Linked DNA regions of Sus scrofa: regions 1 and 3 are each linked to region 2. The links are chromatin contacts, called in public Hi-C maps. All regions are on one chromosome and are shown on one strand. Each heading gives the region's core, a stretch centred on a gene start, on an enhancer-like site or on the middle of the called end of the contact. The rest is flanking DNA. Distances are from core to core; before and after follow the strand shown.

Region 1 (2,761 bases), core at 155-2,654, 220 kb after region 2:
ATTACAAAAGAAATAGGGTTTCTATTTGCAAGGAACTTGCAGTCTAGAGATGAAGGAAGCACAAAAATTTGCATATATATACATATTCTTCAGTGTATATAAGTAGTCTTTGATAGATTTCTGTATCATTTCTATTAATTAGGAATATTATACACACACATTATAAAACATTAATGGGTGTATGTATATATATGCACACAACACAACAAACTCAGCAACAATAAATTTTATGTGATGAGCATATATCACTTCTATATTTGAAAACTACTTGGTTAATAATATGAATGCTTAATATGTATTTAATAAGCACATAATAAGGTTTTTAGGTTATGTGTAGTCTTTTATATATGTGGATCTTGTGATGGGGAATATGCACAAGTGGTACAAAGCAAGTGCCACGGATCTCAAAGGGATAGATTTTTCTGTTAGAGGACTGGGGACTCAGGAAAGTTCCTGTTATCGATACATAAGGTGGCCATTTGAGCAGTATACTATAATCAAGACTATAATCTCTTCTCTTGATATCAAGATGATGACCTATCTGCCCTCTGGGAGTCCTTTTATATCACTCATTAGTAGGAGCTAATTGAAAACATCCCAAGTTTATGAGGTTTCGTAGCTCCCACCCTTCCAGAAAATACTGTTTTGGGTATCTAGCTTTGTACTCTTTTAAGGAAAGTGCTGCTTTCAGCTTTAGGGGGTTTGAAAATAAAATGTCTGATAATAAATCATCAGAGCATTTCCAAATCATGAGAGTGGTGACAGTGGCCTTAGGATTCCTGTCTAGATTAGTTTATTTTCCCCTAGAATAAACATTGAAACCAAATGTGAGTTTTGCAATAGAGGCAACCTTGTGTACAGGAAATAGCATGGAATTTGAAATCTGAAGACCTGGTTTGAGTCACATCTCCCCCTCTGCCTAATGGAGTGGTGGAGAACAAGCCAGTTAACTATATTTTCCCCATATCATTCACTCATTCAGTCAACCAATATTTACTGCCCACCCTGCCACGGTGGGCACTAGAAATCAGTAAAGAGGAAAGAAAAATCCAATGCCTCTATAGATCCTATACCTTTGTTGCAGATGTAGCAACGACATCAAAATGACTAAAGATTTACATAATTTTAAGGTAGTTAAAAGTGCCTGCATAGAAATTAGATGTAGTAGGGGAACAGAATGTGTAGGGATGGGCGGGAGTGGATTGGAGGAGGAAGTTGATGAGCTGGTCTGGGAAAGACTTTCTGAAGTTGTGACATTCAGGCAAAAACTGAATCTAAGGGCGTTAATGCTTCAGGATGGGAACCCTGAAATGGGAAATACAGTTGCAAAGGCCAGGGTTGAGGAAAGAACATCAGGTCCAGGGGAGCTAGAGTGGGTGAGAAAAACAGGGAACTGAAGGAGATGAAGTCAAAGTGGTTGCATTGACCTTATCACCAGAGCCGTCTCAGAGAGGAACAGTGAACGAGGACAGTCACAGGGTACCCACTGACTCATTCTGCAAGTGTTAGAAGCTAGCAAGGAAATGGAGCCCTGGTGTCCTTCTCATTGTTCATAGCCACCTGCCTTGACCAAGTATCTGTGTTTGGGCAGAAGAGAATTTGGCAGTTGACATTTTCCTTGGGAGAACTTGACAGCACCAGCCAATTTGGGGTTCAGAGGCAGTTACATTGTGTTCTATACAAGGTATTCATTTCTTGAGAAAAATCCATTTTAGTTAGTAGCTGGCCAGGACAGACCAACAGCTTGTCCCTTCATGCAGTAAGCACTTGGTGCACAAGTGTGCACTTTTGCTCTTCACCCTTGGACTGTCACATACAAGAGCAACTCTCTGATAACACAAGAAAACTGGAGGGAACCTTTCATATGCATGGCATGGTTTAAAGAAAGTTCTATTTCTAAATATATGTAGTAGTGCACGGACAACACATCATTTTACCTTTACTGTGCCCCTTCCTTCTGGGCTCAACTGCATATCTTGCATCTGATGTCATCTCTCATCTGCTTAACATTTGGAGAGGTATGATCACTAGAGAATGGTGTGGGAAACCAGGCTCAGACATAATCGCCCTTTCCCACAGACAAAAAGGGAGTAAGACTCAGTCAGTTTAGCCTTTGACAGCATAATGCAGGGTTGTCAGACTGGCCTCTCTTCCCAGATCATCACCTCCCTCCTGCTACTCTGCTATTAGCGTTGACCTCGTTGCTCTTTCTGCTGTCACTGCTCCTCTGCCTACCTCCTCCTGCTGTCCCAGATCACACTCTACTTTCCTGGGGCCAATTCTCTGCCCAGAAGTGTGGGAAGAGGAGGGAGAGGCTGCGGTGCTCATTTTCCAGGGCTACAGTCGTCTCAGTGTCTTGGTGTGGAAATACCTGCCCATCCACTGGCCTCCAGGCACCACGGTCCAAGAACACAGACGCTTTCATAAGCATCGGGCTTGCAGAGTGCATGTGAAACCTACGCAAGTTCAAATGGGCTTGAAAGGTTTTCAAATATGCTTTCCCATCGCTAATCTGCACATTCATCTGCACATCTGGCTTGGAAAATCTCAAGCCACAAGATCAGCTCTTCTTAGGGTGACTGGTTTGCCACTGTAATAAAGCCAAATGCGAACATGGGAGAAGTGGCTGTGAGAGGCAACTCCCATCCCACTGACTGCCCTCTAGACAGGAGATCTTCATTATGATGATTTTTTTTTTTGAGTTTCTGTCACTTAGACAACATTTAAAGTGGTATCTTAATAAATTGGGAGATGAAATGTC
Region 2 (3,069 bases), core at 207-2,706:
ATTAGGTACCATTGGTTTCTTTTTGCTTTTATTTCTGTTGCTTTGGGAGACTGACCTGAGAAAACATTCCTAAGGTTGATGTCAGAGAATGTTTTGCCTCTGTTCTCTTCCAGGAGTTTGATGGTGTCTTGTCTTATATTTTGGTCTTTCAGCCATTTTGAGTTTATTTTGGTGCATGGTGTGAGGGTGTGTTCTCATTTCATTGCTTTGCATGCAGCTGTCCAGGTTTCCCAGCAATGCTTGCTGAATAGACTTTCTTTTTCCCATTTTGTGTTCTTGCCTCCTTTGCCAAATATTAATTGACCATAGGTGTCTGGGTTTATTTCTGGGTTCTCTATCCTGTTCCATTGGTCTGTATGTCTGTTTTGGTACCAGTACCACACTGTCTTGATGACTGTGGCTTTGTAATAGTGCCTGAATTCTGGGAGAGTTAACCTCCTGCTTGGTTTTTGCTTCATCTTAATAGATGCAGAAAAAGCATTTGACAAAGTTCAGCATCCACTCATGATAAAAATTCTCACCAAAGTGGGTATAGATGGAACATTCCTTAACATAATCAAAGCAATTTATGACAAACCCACAGCAAATATAATACTCAATAGGGAAAAACTGAAAGCTTTCCCAGTAAAATCTGGAACAAGACAGGTATGCCCACTCTCACCACTGTTATTCAACATAGTATTGGAAGTACTAGACACAGCAATCAGACAAACAAAAGAAATAAAGGCATCCAAATAGGAAGAGAAGTGGTAAAACTGTCACTGTAGGCAGATGACGTGATGTTATATATAGAAGACCCTAAAAACTCAACCCAAAAAACTCCTTGAACTGATTAACAAATTCAGCAATGTAGCAGGATATAAAATTAACGTCCAGAAATCAGTCGCATTTTTGTATACTAACAATGAAACTTTAAAAAAGGAATACAAAAACACAATACCTTTTAAAATTGGACCCCAAAAAATCAAATACCTGGGAATACACCTGACCAAGGAGGCAAAGGACCTAAAGAACTATAAAACATTAATCAAGGAAATTAAAGAAGAAGTAAAGAAATGGAAAGATAGTCCATGCTCCTGGATTGGAAAAATTAATATTGTAAAAATGGCCATACTACCCAAAGTAATCTACAGATTCAATGCAATCCCTATCAAATTACCCATGACATTTTTCACAGAACTAGAACAAACAATCCAAAAATTTATATGTAACCACAAAAAACCCAGACGCAATCCTGAGAAACAAAATTTTCTATTTTCTTATATACACTGCCTTCATACACCACCACAGCTGCTCCAGTCTCCTCGTTGATCCTCTCATTACACATCCACACAGAGAAATATTTTTTTAGGATTAGTGTGCTTTTGGTCATGGCAGAGTAACTAGTAATGGACTTTCCCCTCCACTGTAAACAAGTAGGAACTTGGATGAAATACCAACCAACAGGTTTCAGACATCAGCCAAGTGACAGGATTGCATCCCATGAGGCAAGAGAAACAAACAAGGTGAGCCCTAGACTGACACAGCTTTCTGCATGTAGGTGTTCAGTGGATCCTGGCCCGGAGAGAGGGAACTCAAGGGAAGCATCAGTGTCTTCACCAAACTCAGGTGACAGATATCAGAGTTTGTGCAAACAGAGACAGCTAGACATGGTAGACAATAGTAGAGTACCAGAAGAATGGAAGCTTCTCAGAGAAGGAGCTCCAAGACTGCAAGGGAGTAGAGGTATGGGGTGGGTGACTCTTGAGTTTTCAAATGAAAACTTAAGTGTATATGTACAGCAAGAAACACTAGGAGAGCAAAGAATGACCAAAGAATAAGCCAGACAATTATGAACAGAAAGCCATTCTAGTTTTAACCTGCCAGGAAAGAGAACTCAGTGGACACCTAAGGCATTCGGTAGAGATTCCTGAAAAGTCAGACATCGTAAGTATGGCCAGATTAGACCTGCCCTAACAAAGCCTAGGAAGAAACCTTAAACGGTCAAGCGGATCCTTTCAATTTAACTGCCTGACAAGTTGAAAGGAAACATTTTTACAATGAAGACGTCATTTAAATATACAACAACATAGCATAAATAATGCAGCATCCAGTTCCAAACTTTGAGGGGTCAAAAGAAGCAAAAATATGTAACCAGTAATCAAGAGAAAATTCAGGCATGATAAATAGACCCATCAATGATAGAGGTGATGACATTAGAAGACAAAGACTTTAAAACAGCCTTTAAATATTCCACAATTTAAAATAAAACATAAGCATAATGTGAAGAGGAATGAAGGATATATTAAAAAAAGAACCATGTGGAACTTTTGAATGATGGACTTGCACCCAGAATATATAAATAACTCTTATAATTCAGTAATAGTAAATTAAATGAACCAATTAAAATTAGCAAAAATTTAAAGGCATTTCACAAAAACAGATCTACAAATGGACATTTAGACATGAAAAGATACTATCATTAGACATCAGAAAAATGTAAATTAAAACTATAGTAAGATACCACTGTATGTCATTAGAATAGATAAAAACAAACTGAGAGTAACAAACATGTCTGAGAATATGGAGTTCTGGAATTCTCATTCATTGCTGCTGGTACTATAAAATGGAATAACCAGTTTGGAAAATAGTCTAGCAATTTCTGAAAAAAAATAAAATATGCTTACCATATGATTGAGAGAAGTGGACCTTAAAACTTTACATAAAAGCTATTGAACATTAAGAAGAAAATATTCCTTCAGCCTTTGCCACTGTATATCCCTTGGCTTAATGAACTCCTAGTCAGGAGAATCTAAGTTGCAAAAGTTTGTTCAAAGGTAAACTAAGGCATATTAAAAATTTTAAGAGTTTATTTGAGCAAAAACTGATTCCAGTAGAGCAGCGCCAAACTGAATGTGGTTAAAAGAGCTTTAGGGACAGGAGCCGGGGAAAGACTTATAGAGGAAAAAGTGAAATCAAAGTAAGGGAATTGTTTGGCTATAGCTTAAAGCCTACTTGGCTCTTTGTGATTGGTTGTCCTTAGGTTTCAATTTCTTAGCATTTATAGCCTTAGATTTTGGTTTTCTTATG
Region 3 (2,843 bases), core at 344-2,843, 220 kb before region 2:
TTATATCTTCTTCGCCTTTTGACTCCAGCCATTGCTGTGACAGCTTTGTGCAGTTGTGACCCATCAGGTCTTTGCCTTAACTGCACCGCATACCTCTTGCTTTCTGACACCCAGGCTGCTGCTTGCAGTGACCAGGTTAACCACCTTGCTCCATGCATACACTGGGGCAATAATGGGAGTTGGGGGATAAGTACTCCTCCACCCCATATTATTCAGAAAGATGTTGGGGCCTCATTCTACAAGGCAATTCAGAGCATCAGGGGGGAAGGAGCTGCAGTTGCCCATCCCAGTGACTAGTTCAATGAAGGGGCCTTGGATTGGCTTGCCCTCTTTCTCTGTTTAAATCTTCCTAGTCCTCTACTTCTGTTCCTTGGAATCACTTCCCAAAATTATTGATCTTGTCTCAGGCTCTACTTTTGGGAAGAACCTAGACAAAGACGGAAACCTTCATTTACAACCAGCTTCTCTAAGTTATGTTCTTCTCAGACCAAGAGATGTTTGGAAAATGGTTGCAAGTCTCATAAAGTAACCACTAAGTAAAGATAGTATAGGATACAAGGGCATAGGATAGCATCCACCATATAAATGTGCTATAAAGTGTGAAATGTTTTGTGAACCAGGCATTTTTACTCCTCAGTCAGGAGACATACTCAGACAATTGCTCAGTTTTGTAAAAACTCTTCTCCATAATTCTACAGCTGTGTCTTAGGTAGTAACCGAATAGTGATGTTTTGATCATAGTTTTACAGATGGTGAGGCCCTAGACACAGCAGCTTTCACTGAGCAAGTGATGAGGCCCTAGAAGATGTATGTCTTTCCCATGGAAGGTTAGTGCAGGGAGCCTGGATGTGAAACACTATGCTTATACTATTGGGCTGGATGGTTTGCTCTGATGTGTGTGAGTGTGGGTGTGTGGGTGTGTGCATGTGTGTTTGTTTCTTTTTTAAGCACAAGGTATCGATTCCAATCTAACGATTTTAAATATCACAATCCTTGGATTACAAACAGAAAAAAATGACATTTTTTTGGAAAATGGAAAACATTGGGCAGTAAAATTGGCATCTGAAACCCTGTACTTTGCCAAATGCTTAAATCACAGAGTTTTTGTATCTTTTGCAGCTAGAAGAGACATTTAAGATCACTCAGAGCTGGAGAGCCAAATGTTTTCTAACAGAACCAGGGCTAGAACCCAGACCTTGGGAGTCCCCTTCTCATGGTCCTTCTGATAGACCACACTGCCTTTGTTTGATGATCCTTCATTTAAACCAGTGGTTGGCCAACTTTTTCCATAAAGGGCCAGATGATAAATAATTTAGGCTTTGCAGGCCAGTGGTTACTGTCCCAGCTACTCGACTCTGACTTTTTTTTATGTGAAAGCAGCAATAGGGGAACTTACATAAATGAGCATGGCTGTGTTCCAATAAAGCTTTATGTAGAAACACCAGCACTAGGCTTGATTTGTCCTCTGTTTTATACTATTGGAGTCATGGTGATTTTTGCTTAAAGGTCACCAAAATGCTACTGGGTCCTAGAGAGTTAAAGCCGCCACCCAGCTTGGTGGCGAGCCAGGCTGTTGCATCACAGTCCACACATGATTGGGCTTCCTTCCAGGTCTGTGTATGATCAGACTCTGAGCCAGCAGCCAAGAGAGTGAGCCCGGCATCCATAGCACTCCTGTTTCCAGAAGGAATCACAAATTCCCTTCCTGTGCAGATAAAGGAACAATTGTACCAGAGGAGAACTTACTGGAAAGTAATACAGGGTCACCAGGAAGGAAAAGGAATTCACTCCTCGGTCATAGTCCTTAGTCTGGTTAGGAGTCGCTCAGACCTGGAAAGGCCAGCAGAGTTGCATGTCTGAATTTGGCAGGCCTCCAGGACTCCTCACTCAGAGGATAATACATTGGGCTTTGATGATTTCTGTGGCCCACTCAGAGCTTCCTTTGGTTGCTCCAAGTTGCCGCTTCCCTCTCACAGCCAGGTATCTAATTCTCTCCACTGTTTTACTCCCCTCCCATTTATCATCTGCCAGTGCTAAGCCTTTTTTCTGCTGTTAATCACAATCTCCAATAGGCAAAGATTGTCTTTTCTCGGTTTCGTCTTCCACTTGACACCTTAACTTTTGAGTCCCAGTTCTGAAGCCCTGTAAGACAAATGTCTTTCCATAGAAGAAGCTTGGCTTAAACCCTATGTTTATGCCTATGAAGTGGATGTTCGTTCCAGTACATGTGTATTAATGTGTGTGCCTGTGTGTATGTATGTGTGTGTATCTGATGACCTTTAAATCAGGAGGTCACCTTCCCTTTGGACCTCTCTGCCCAGGGAAGGTCCTTTACCGCCTCAGTACTCTAAGTTAGACTCACAAGTGGATATTCTCTGGCCAACATTCTCATGTTTTTACTCCTTCCCTCTCATTTTTCACCATGTGAATCCACAAAATAGTCTTTTTCATAATTGAAAGAATTAAAGACTTTTAAAGGCTGAATGATGTTTCCAATGGATTTAATGATGTAATCCTCAAAAGAGTATATGAATTACCTGTTTGTTTTTTTCTTTTGTCTCTCTCTTTTTTTTTTTTAATTTTTTTAATTTTCCCACTGTACAGCAAGGGGGTCTGGTTATCCTTACATGTATACATTACAATTACATTTTTTCCCCTACCCTTTGTTCTGTTGCAACATGAGTATCTAGACAAAGTTCTCAATGCTATTCAGCAGGATCTCCTTGTAAATCTATTCTAAGTTATGTCTGATAAGCCCAAGCTCCCGATCCCTCCCACTCCCTCCCCCTCCCATCAGGCAGCCACAAGTCTCTTCTCCAAGTCCAAGATACCATCTCACACCA

The links. Hi-C and Micro-C count contacts between places; a contact is called where the count stands out from the background.
Region 1: a Hi-C map of liver shows a contact between it and region 2, with 5 times the contacts expected there. The contact joins two enhancer-like sites. A contact is called at or near these places in 1 of 47 Hi-C or Micro-C datasets (liver) and 1 of 2 datasets of contacts at active chromatin or transcription factors (alveolar macrophages).
Region 3: a contact with region 2 is called in a Hi-C map of liver, with 6 times the contacts expected there. The contact joins two enhancer-like sites. A contact is called at or near these places in 1 of 5 promoter capture datasets (liver), 5 of 47 Hi-C or Micro-C datasets (liver and skeletal muscle) and 1 of 2 datasets of contacts at active chromatin or transcription factors (alveolar macrophages).

The regions. Positions count from the first base shown.
Region 1 is chr16:46,063,592-46,066,352 of Sscrofa11.1, forward strand. No RefSeq gene overlaps it. Among named protein-coding and RNA genes, the nearest start is that of PIK3R1, 370 kb to the right of the region's middle. Within about 2 kb of position 1,405, at least 5 of the 83 cell types and tissues checked have an H3K27ac peak or open chromatin away from gene starts, as enhancers often do. A contact at or near this core is called in liver, where this site is marked.
Region 2 is chr16:45,843,620-45,846,688 of Sscrofa11.1, forward strand. No RefSeq gene overlaps it. Among named protein-coding and RNA genes, the nearest start is that of CD180, 260 kb to the left of the region's middle. Within about 2 kb of position 1,457, at least 1 of the 83 cell types and tissues checked has an H3K27ac peak or open chromatin away from gene starts, as enhancers often do. A contact at or near this core is called in liver, where this site is marked.
Region 3 is chr16:45,620,803-45,623,645 of Sscrofa11.1, forward strand. No RefSeq gene overlaps it. Among named protein-coding and RNA genes, the nearest start is that of CD180, 34 kb to the left of the region's middle. Within about 2 kb of position 1,594, at least 38 of the 83 cell types and tissues checked have an H3K27ac peak or open chromatin away from gene starts, as enhancers often do. A contact at or near this core is called in liver, where this site is marked.